Regions from separate parts of the Macaca mulatta genome. Here region 1 is linked to region 2. Evidence: chromatin contacts called from public Hi-C data. All regions are on one chromosome and are shown on one strand. Each heading gives the region's core, a stretch centred on a gene start, on an enhancer-like site or on the middle of the called end of the contact. The rest is flanking DNA. Distances are from core to core; before and after follow the strand shown.

Region 1 (4,323 bases), core at 1,347-3,846, 280 kb after region 2:
TTCCAGTCCAGATATCAATATTTTCAAGAACATTACAGTATAATAATCAAACATTAAATTCATAATCTACATACTTATCAGAAGCTTTTACAAAATGGAAATTTTATGTTAGAAGATTTGGGCTACCAGTAATATTCACTGTGCATATTTTAAAAATAAGGTGAAAAGAGTTCATTGTTTAGGGAAAATGATTGTGGAGAAACTAAAATCACGAGCAATTTTAGTCTGGATATTAATGACAGTAATCACTTTCACATCCATGACTCTAGCTGTTCCTAAGGACTAAGGGGATGAAGGCAGATTATGTATCTTACTGTCAAGAACAGGGTCAGAAAAGGTCAACAATATTAATTTAAGAAATGTTTATTAAGCACCTACTATTGGCTACATACTCCACTAGGTGTTGAGGACATAGAAATAAGAAGAAAAAAAAGTTGCCTGAAAAGGTACTTGTCCACAGAGTCTGGCCTAAACTAACTAAACCAGAAGCCACTAAAGGAAGAAAATGACTTCTGTTTGTCTCTTCACTTCATCTCTTTACGAGGTGAGAATGAACACTGAAGGAAGCTGAGAGGGGAGGTATAGGCCAGAGAACATGAGAAAATGCTATTTGTAATACTTCCTAAGTTTAAGAGTAGATAAAATGTGTGCTAGAGTTGGAAAGTTTTTTGTTTTTTTTTTCCTTACTGTGGGGGCAATTCCATAGTCTATGACCTGATTCAGTAGGCGACTGAAAAACATTGTACAACTCTTAAAAAGGGAGGAAGAGCTCACACTTAACCAAGCAAAGGACACCGTGTTGACATGCACAAGTTTCGGTTAACATGGTATCGAGGACAGCGAGGACTGCCTGTACTTAAAATGATCATTAAGACTAATGATTCTAGTTTTGGCATTGAGGATGAATGCAGATATATAGTCATCGTGTATAGCAAAGAATATTTACAGTCACATTTCATGGACCAATAAATAATGCATTTACTTCTCAAAATGCCCAAGAAAATGTGGGAGAGAAAATGTTCATCTACATTCAAGATTAAACTTTCTAACTTTAAATCACCAGACTTCCGTTGTAAATTTATTTCAGTTGAAAGGTTTGAAGACATTATTAACGAATATTCTAAAATTCCAGAAAGTGTTCAAAAGATAATTTTAACCTAATAAAAAAATCCTGCCATGATGTGGCAAAAATTGTAAGCATAAATTTATTGAGCACCTATTATGTGTCACTGTACTAGGTGATGTACTACGTTATTTCCAATACTCTGGTCATGTTTCAGTTTTCTCCGTTTCTCTATCAATAACCCCTACATTGTTAATTTATAACTATATTATTTGGCATACAGCTCATTTATTCCATAAAGTTGGTCCCAAAGACGTTTCCTTATTCGAAGGAGGTGGGAAGCAGGAAGGAAACCTAAATCTAAATTCTACTGAACACTGAAGACAACTTTCTTGATATTTGTGGTTATCTGCGTGGTCTTTTCAGAAATCCCCAAACTTGTACCAAGTCAAGGATAAAATAAGATAAAATCAGCAATCTGTCAGGTTCAGAGATCACATCTGTCAGCCGATGCTTCTTGCCTTAAGGTCCTGCACAGCGATGACCGCTCATTTAGGAAGGAATTCATGGCCTGTGGATACAGGCTTAGCTCTGAGTCCTGCCGCCTAGGATCCCAGGGATCTACGCGAGGAGGAGGGCGGGGAGGGCGGACCGGGTGGGGGAGGCCGAGGTGACAGCAGGTGAGGGCCGGGTGCCGATGGGGAAGTGAGACAAGCACCGTGTGGGTATTACTCATTCCGCTCTACTAACGAGGCTGCTGGCAAGCGGAACTTCTAGCCTCTCTTTCAGTCCAGCTGAAGTTCAATCTCATTGAAGTCACTTCCCATCCTGGTTCGCTTGGGGGGAAACCGGGCGTCCCTGGAAGGGAAGGGAAGGGAGTCCGGGCTGCGCGGGTCAGGTAGCCTCTCTCCGGGCGCCGCATGTCCTCGCCGTCCCCGAAACTGCCCTTCCCCTCTTCAAGGGAACTCCCCGGGGAGTCCAGACCGCGATCCCTTTCCTTGGCCCCGGGGTGCGCGGGGCTGACACGCGAGGCGTGGGACTGATGGTAGCCCTGCCTCCAGGAAGCAGGCAGGCGGGGACCTCTGGGCGCTCGGAGGGGCAGCTCCGAGGGCACAGGGTCCAGAGAGAATCAGCCAGATCTCTCCCTGCCCAGGGCAGCCGCGGCGGGTGTGGCCAGCGCGGAGGCAGGACGCCGCCGAGCCTCCAACTTTACCTTTCCAACTCCGACAGCCCGTCGCCTTTCTGACCACGTCCCCACGGTTTCCCAACACCCGCCTCCCTCACCCCACCACACCTGAGGAAAACTTTTCCCTCGCCCCTCAATTCAAATTCACCAGTGCCCACGGTTGCCGCAAACCGCCCAGTCCCTAGCAACAAGGTTCCGGCCGTAGAGCGAGCGCCTCTAGGTGTAAGGAAGGTGATGTCGTAAAGCCGGGAGTGTCGTAAACCAGGTGCGGTGGGGAGGGGGGAGGGGTGGAGGCGGAGGGGTGGGGGGGAAGGGGGAGGGAGGGGGAGGAGGTGACTCGAGCATTTAGACACAAGCGAGAGGATCATGGCGGATGGCCCCAGGTGTAAGCGCAGAAAGCAGGCGAACCCGCGGCGCAATAACGGTGAGTGGCGGAGGGGACCGGGGAGCAGCGGAGTCAGGGGGAGCCGGGCAGCCGGGGCGCCCCCGGGGGTGAGAGGGGCGAGCCGGGCTGGGGGCGGCCGGGGCAGGGACGGCAAAGTGGAGTGGGAAAGTAGAAAGTAGTGCTCTCTGCCCCCCTCCGCTGCCGTCGCTGCCGGAGCCGCGCCGCGGCCGCTCGCTCTCCCTGAACCGTTATGTCTCTTACCTGGTCTCTCTCCGCCTAGCGGCTCCAGCCGCCCCTGCCGCCTCCCTGGACCGTTAGCCGCCGCCGGCGCCGCCGCATCCCCGGCGCAGGGCGGGCGGCCGGGACGCGCTGGCCACTTTTCTGGTCCCGGGTGGAGCGGCTGTTGCTTCTTTCGGCACTTTTCCCCACTCTTGTACCCTTCGGCGCCTCCCTCTGCACTTCCTCCCGGCCCCCTCGGCGGGATTCTCCCTCAGCGCCCAAGCACCCGGGAGCCGCAGAACAAACTTGTGCCCGGCGCTGACCGTGCAAAGTGGCTTCCGCGCGCCGCGGCCCCGGCTGGCGCCGTCGTTCGGGCCCCGCGACTCGGGCCGGGCTGTGGGCGCGCGGCGGGCGGGCGGCGGCGGGACGGGACGACCGCGGGTTGCGTGGGGTCCGTGCGCGCGTGTGCGCGGGCGCCGGCGGTGCGCGCCGCGGGCGGACAGGGCTTGGCCGGCGGCGGTAAAGTTGGGACCCGCGGGCCGGGCGCGCTCGCGGAACGGGGATTAGAGGCGGGGGCGCGGGTGCCTAAGCGCCCCTCCTTTCCGGCGCCTCCCGCCGCCGGGCCCAGAGCCCCGGCCTGGGGACTCCGCTACGAGCCCCGCGATTGGGGTCCACGTTTGGCGGGGCGCGGCGGGGAGGCGCGGGGACAGGGCAGGAAAGGCACCTACTTAACGCCACCGGGAGCCGCGCGGATGGAGGCGAGCTGGGCGGCGGGTGTGTTTGCGGAGTTGTTACCTGGGCTTAGAGACCGGGAAGCACCACAGACAGATCCCCCTCCCGGGGCAGACGCGGTCTCTGCGCCGGGATGGGCCGGTGTGCGTGCGCCTCTCGCTTTTCTCTTTCGCTTTTTGGGGAAGTTGTTACCTGGGCCGGACGCACGGAGCGCTGAAGCCGGATAATGGGGCTTGGATGGCGCTCTGGGTCTCGGGTGGAAGGAGGGTGGGGGGAGGGGGCGGACGGACCGACGGACGCGCGGGGCTGCTACTCGCGCCGCAGCTGCAGTGTTTATTGATTTGTGCTGCTGTGCCAGGGGAAACACACACCCCTCTGCCTGGCGTGAGAGTTAAAAAAAAGAGAGAGAGAGAGAGACACACAGCCCGAGGGATCGAGACCTGAACATGTGGTGGTGGTTGCACAGTCGCCTTTTCCAGTTTGGAGAGTTGTAAGTTGATTGTATTTCTGGTTATCTCGGGGCGATGCTGTGCTTTCTCTCCCTCTCGTGCAGCAGGGAAATGTCTGCTGATTGTTATTGTCTGGACAGTTCCTGTGGCGAGAGGGGCGAGACTTGTCCGCCCGGGGGCGGCGGGAGCGCGGGGAGAGCAGCCCCCGCCAGCGCCGCCCGGGTACCTGTTTGTATAATAATGGGCGGCAACGGCCCTGCCGCCGGCCGCAGCCCAGGCTATATAAGGA
Region 2 (4,362 bases), core at 1,589-4,088:
CACAGGCATGCATACTCAACATGTCCACTCGGAGGTGGTTACAGGGATTCAATGCATGGACTCCAAAGCCACACTGCTTAGGTTTGAATCCGAGCTACATCACTCACAATCTGGGTGACTTCAGACAAGTCACTTATAACCTCTTTTTGCCTCTATTTTCTCATGTGTAAAATGGGGACAATAATGGTTGCTTGCACATATAATTCTTATGATGATTAAATGAATTAATATAGGTAAAAGTAGTTAAAACCCTGCCTGGGACTTGGTTTACACTTACATAGTACTTACTATTTTCACTAGCACTGTTGTTATGACTACGTCTAACAGGCATTTAGAACTTGTGCAAAACTAAATTTGTAATTTTCCTCAGTAAACAGCACCACTATACTTCCAGTTGTTCCAGGCTAACCCTAAGAAATCACCACTTCTCCCTTTTCCTCAAATTCCACATCAGCTCATCCCGTCCGCTCTACCTTCAAAATGCATCATCAGTTCTACCGCCGACCATCATCTCCACAACCACCTACCCCAGCCCAAACCACCATCATCTCACCCGCAGGGCACAGCAGCTTTCCCCCATTTTCACTCCACCCCACCCACTCTAATCTACAGTTAATTCTCCATATAATAAAACTTAAACCAGACACCAGTCCCTTGATGCAAACCTTCCAGTGGTTTTCCACCACAGTTAGAATAACACCTTTACTTCACCACAGCCTACAAGGGACCCCACGGCCTGCCTTGGCCCTTGACCATCATTGGCCACCACTTTCCCCCTTCCCTGCTGTACTCTAAACACTCTCGCTGTGTCTGGGCCACCTCAGAGCATTGTCCTGTGCTGTTCCTGCTGTGAGGCCAAAACTACAGTAACCTGGAGCCTGGACTCTGACGTCAGACCACCCACGTTCAAATAGTCTCTACAGCGTTTTAGCTGTGCAACCTTTGGCAAATTCTTAACCTTTCTGTGTGTCAGTTGCCTCATCTATGAAATGGAGATATTAGATTATACCATGAGACTTGTAAAACTCTAATTTAGTGTTCACAATAGTGCCTTACATATGGTAAGCTCTACTTTTTTTAAGTGTTCATTGCTATTATTATTCCTCTCTGAAACCTTCTAACCTCAGGCTTTTTCCCTCACACTTCAATTGATTCAACTGTCCCCGCATTTGAATGGCTCTTCCTGACAGATCCTACCAAAAACAACTTTCCCTGTTCCCCCACTGTCCTCCTCTCTTCTTCCTCCCCTTCACTGCACTTAGGACTATGTGAAATTACATTATGCACGTATTGTTCGTTTATTTCCCACTGCAACATGAGCCCTGCTAGGCTGGAGGCTGTCTTCTTTACTGCTCTATTTCTAGAGATTTCTGACTCACATCTCATCCAGGCTAGGCGACCAATGCAAATCTCCTAATAACAATAGCACACTTAGAAAGCCTTTCATTTACACACTCGTGATCTCATTCGATCCTGGAAAAACCAGCAGCAGATATACCATCAGCTCTCATTTTAGATAAGAAAAACACAGTTCCAAGTTTGGGTGACTTGTCCTTGGATGCGAAGCTAGTTAACGAATAGAACAAAAATTAGAAGCCCTGCTTTCTGATTCAAAGGCTCCTCCCACCCGGATGAAAGGATATCACACTCCTGAAACGAATTTACAGAAATGTGAACTCTCGAGCTCCTGTATAAATACACCCTGAAGTGTGCACAGTATTCTTCCCTTCAAAGTTCCTGACAAATACTAGTCCCGGAGTTTGAGAGGCATTATAGTCTAGAAACAACTAATCGATAATGTACTACCCCTTGACCAAAATATTCAAGCAGTCGGATATGATGATTGGATATTCTCATTCTTTTAATTTTTTACAGCAATCCTTAAAACTCAGTGAGTCTATGTTGTGTATAATGTGCTAGTTCCAGCATACTGAAAGCTTCCTCTGCAAAACCCAGACAACGGGGGCATTGTAATTGTCAAGAGTACCATGCTAACGATACCTGTTATTTCTTGGGATCCTCATTCTATCAAGTTTAGTGACAACAGTTCATATCACCCAACAGGCTGCAGTGTGGTATAGGATCAGATGGATGGAAGGTTGTCGGGGGTAGGCAAAATAGTGAAAAACTTCCCCGTCTACAAGATTCCTGGTCAAATGGCCAGCGGCTACCACATTCCTCAGAATAACCAAGTGTCTGTGTATACGCTTTCTCCTAGCAAATTTACACACTTGTGTTATCTCACGTGTTCCTAGTGCTGTGGGAACGACCATTAGGGAGGCCAGAGGCTGCTGTACCTCCATTTTACACAAAAAGAAAACTAAGGCAGCAAGTGGTTATCTTATAAATGTGTCCACGACGACTTGGTCACTTGCGAGATCCCAACGGCCAGGACATAGGATTCCTAGTCTCTGAGAGGAATCCTCCATCCCCGACTTCACGTGTCAAACTCCAGGGCTGAGAGGGAGAAGAGGAATCTAAGTCCCTTTATCACAGAAGAAAAAAAGGTACTCTCCATTTGGACTTTCCGCCCCTTCTAAGGCCTCGCTCCCAGGCTCGGGGACGCTCCCCGCCCCAGGGGAAAAGGTGCTAGCCCTGCCCCACGGGGCGCGGCCTCGCCTCCCGCACCCCAGATCCCTCCCGCCCAGCAGGGCGCGCTGCCACTCTGAGCAGGCACCTGTCCCTTCGTCACAATCGGCGGCTACCCAAGGAACTGACGCCCCTACAGCCACCACCACCGCCGGGGCTGCCAGCTGCCAGCGGGCCCCACAAGCCCAAGGAGCTGCAGGAATCCTCGTAAACTTACAGTTTTCCTACAGCGTGCGCGTCACGGCGGGGTGACGTCACGGGCCCAGCGTTCCGGGAGGTCAGGCCAGCCGGCGCGGGCCACTGGGCCCCCAGGCTCCGCCCTCGCCCCGCCCACGGCGCTGCGGCAGGAGACACGCCCCCGAGCTCCACGCCCCCGAGCTCCACGCCCCCGAGCTCCACGCCCCCGACCTCCACGCACCGCCCCGTCGCGGACACCGCGCGCGGGCGCAGAAGGCCTCAGAACCCGCATGCCAGTGGGCTTCTTCGGCCGGGGCGCCTGCGGCGGCCTCTCCTCTACCAAAGCCTCACTCAAAGCCCGAAGCCGGGGTTAGCGTAGGAGGAGGGGCCGAAAAAAGGGGACGGAGACCTTCAGAAATACTGTAAACAAGCTGTCGCCCTGGGGGCTGGAGTAGGACGCCTGGGTTGTGAGGTAGTTTTTCCACAGACATTGCCCGCCTTCCTCACGTGTTCGTTAAAAGTTCTCCACGTGTGGAAACAGCCATTTGCTCTCCATCAGGTGCAGGCCGTTCCTCAGCCCTGAGAAGACAGCTCTCCCAGGGGTCTTCGCTCCGCCCCGGCTCGACGCGGCTCCCGGTAGACTCCGCCCAGACCCCGCCCATCTCTTGACTCGGCCCCGCCCACGCCTGGTTAGGCCCTGCCCCCTGGGTCCCGCCCTTCCGGCTCCGGCTCGTGGCTCCCGCGGGCCCCCACCTACCCCTCCTGCCCTGGTGCCGCCTCCAGCCCAGCCCGTTCCTTGCAGATTTCAGCTTCTGCCTGGCCTGCCGGATTTCCCGTTTCGGCTGGGTGAAGCTACTCACGGGTTGCTGTTCACCTCCATTAAGTTTAACAAACGGTGATCCGGATAAACATGTTCACTTCTTCGCCAGGACAAACTTTCCAGCCCCCCCATCCAGTCATCTCACGATACCTTCCCGTGTCCACGCCCCACTCTCTGCTCCCCACTTTTTTGTTTGTTTGAGACGAGTGTTTCTGTCTCCCAGGCTGGAGTGCAGTGGCGCGATCTCGACTCATTGCACCCTCCGCCTCCCGGGTTCAAGCGATTCTCCTGCCTCAGCCTCCTGGGTAGCTGGGATTACAGGCGCGCGCCACCGCAGCCGGCTAATTTTTTTTTTTTTTTTTTTTTTTGAGACGGGGTCTCGCTTTGTTGCCCAGGCTGGAGCGCAGTGGCGCGATCTTGGCTCAGTGCCAGCTCCGTCTCCCGGGTTCACTCCATTCACCTGCCCCAGCCTCCTGAGTAGCTGAGACTACAGGCGCCCGCCACCACACCCGGCTCATTTTTTGTTTTTTTAGTAAAGACAGGGTTTCACCGTGTTAGCCAGGATGGTCTCCATTTCTTGACCTCGTGATCCGCCCGCCTCGGCCTCCCGAAGTGCTGGGATTACAGGTGTGAGCCACCGCGCCCGGCCTCTTTGCTCTTTTATGCCCTCAGAAACAGAGTTCTGGTTAAAAAAGGGGGCTCAATAGACGGAAAAAATGAAGGCTCAAAGAACTGACAACAAAATATTAACATTTGGCTTCTGAAATTCTTACACT

The links. Hi-C and Micro-C count contacts between places; a contact is called where the count stands out from the background.
Region 1: a Hi-C map of liver shows a contact between it and region 2, with 3 times the contacts expected there. The contact joins the promoter of ZEB1 here to the promoter of ZNF438 in region 2. A contact is called at or near these places in 6 of 14 Hi-C or Micro-C datasets (CD4 T cells, blood, fetal cortex germinal zone and 3 more).

Annotation. Positions count from the first base shown.
Region 1 is chr9:32,701,988-32,706,310 of T2T-MMU8v2.0, forward strand. ZEB1 (zinc finger E-box binding homeobox 1) reads left to right here and starts at 2,597. Exons shown (of 12, transcript XM_077946171.1): 1 at 2,597-2,673.
Region 2 is chr9:32,423,317-32,427,678 of T2T-MMU8v2.0, forward strand. It overlaps ZNF438 (zinc finger protein 438), which reads right to left and starts at 2,839. Exons shown (of 6, transcript XM_077946170.1): 1 at 2,807-2,839. It also overlaps the pseudogene LOC144331422.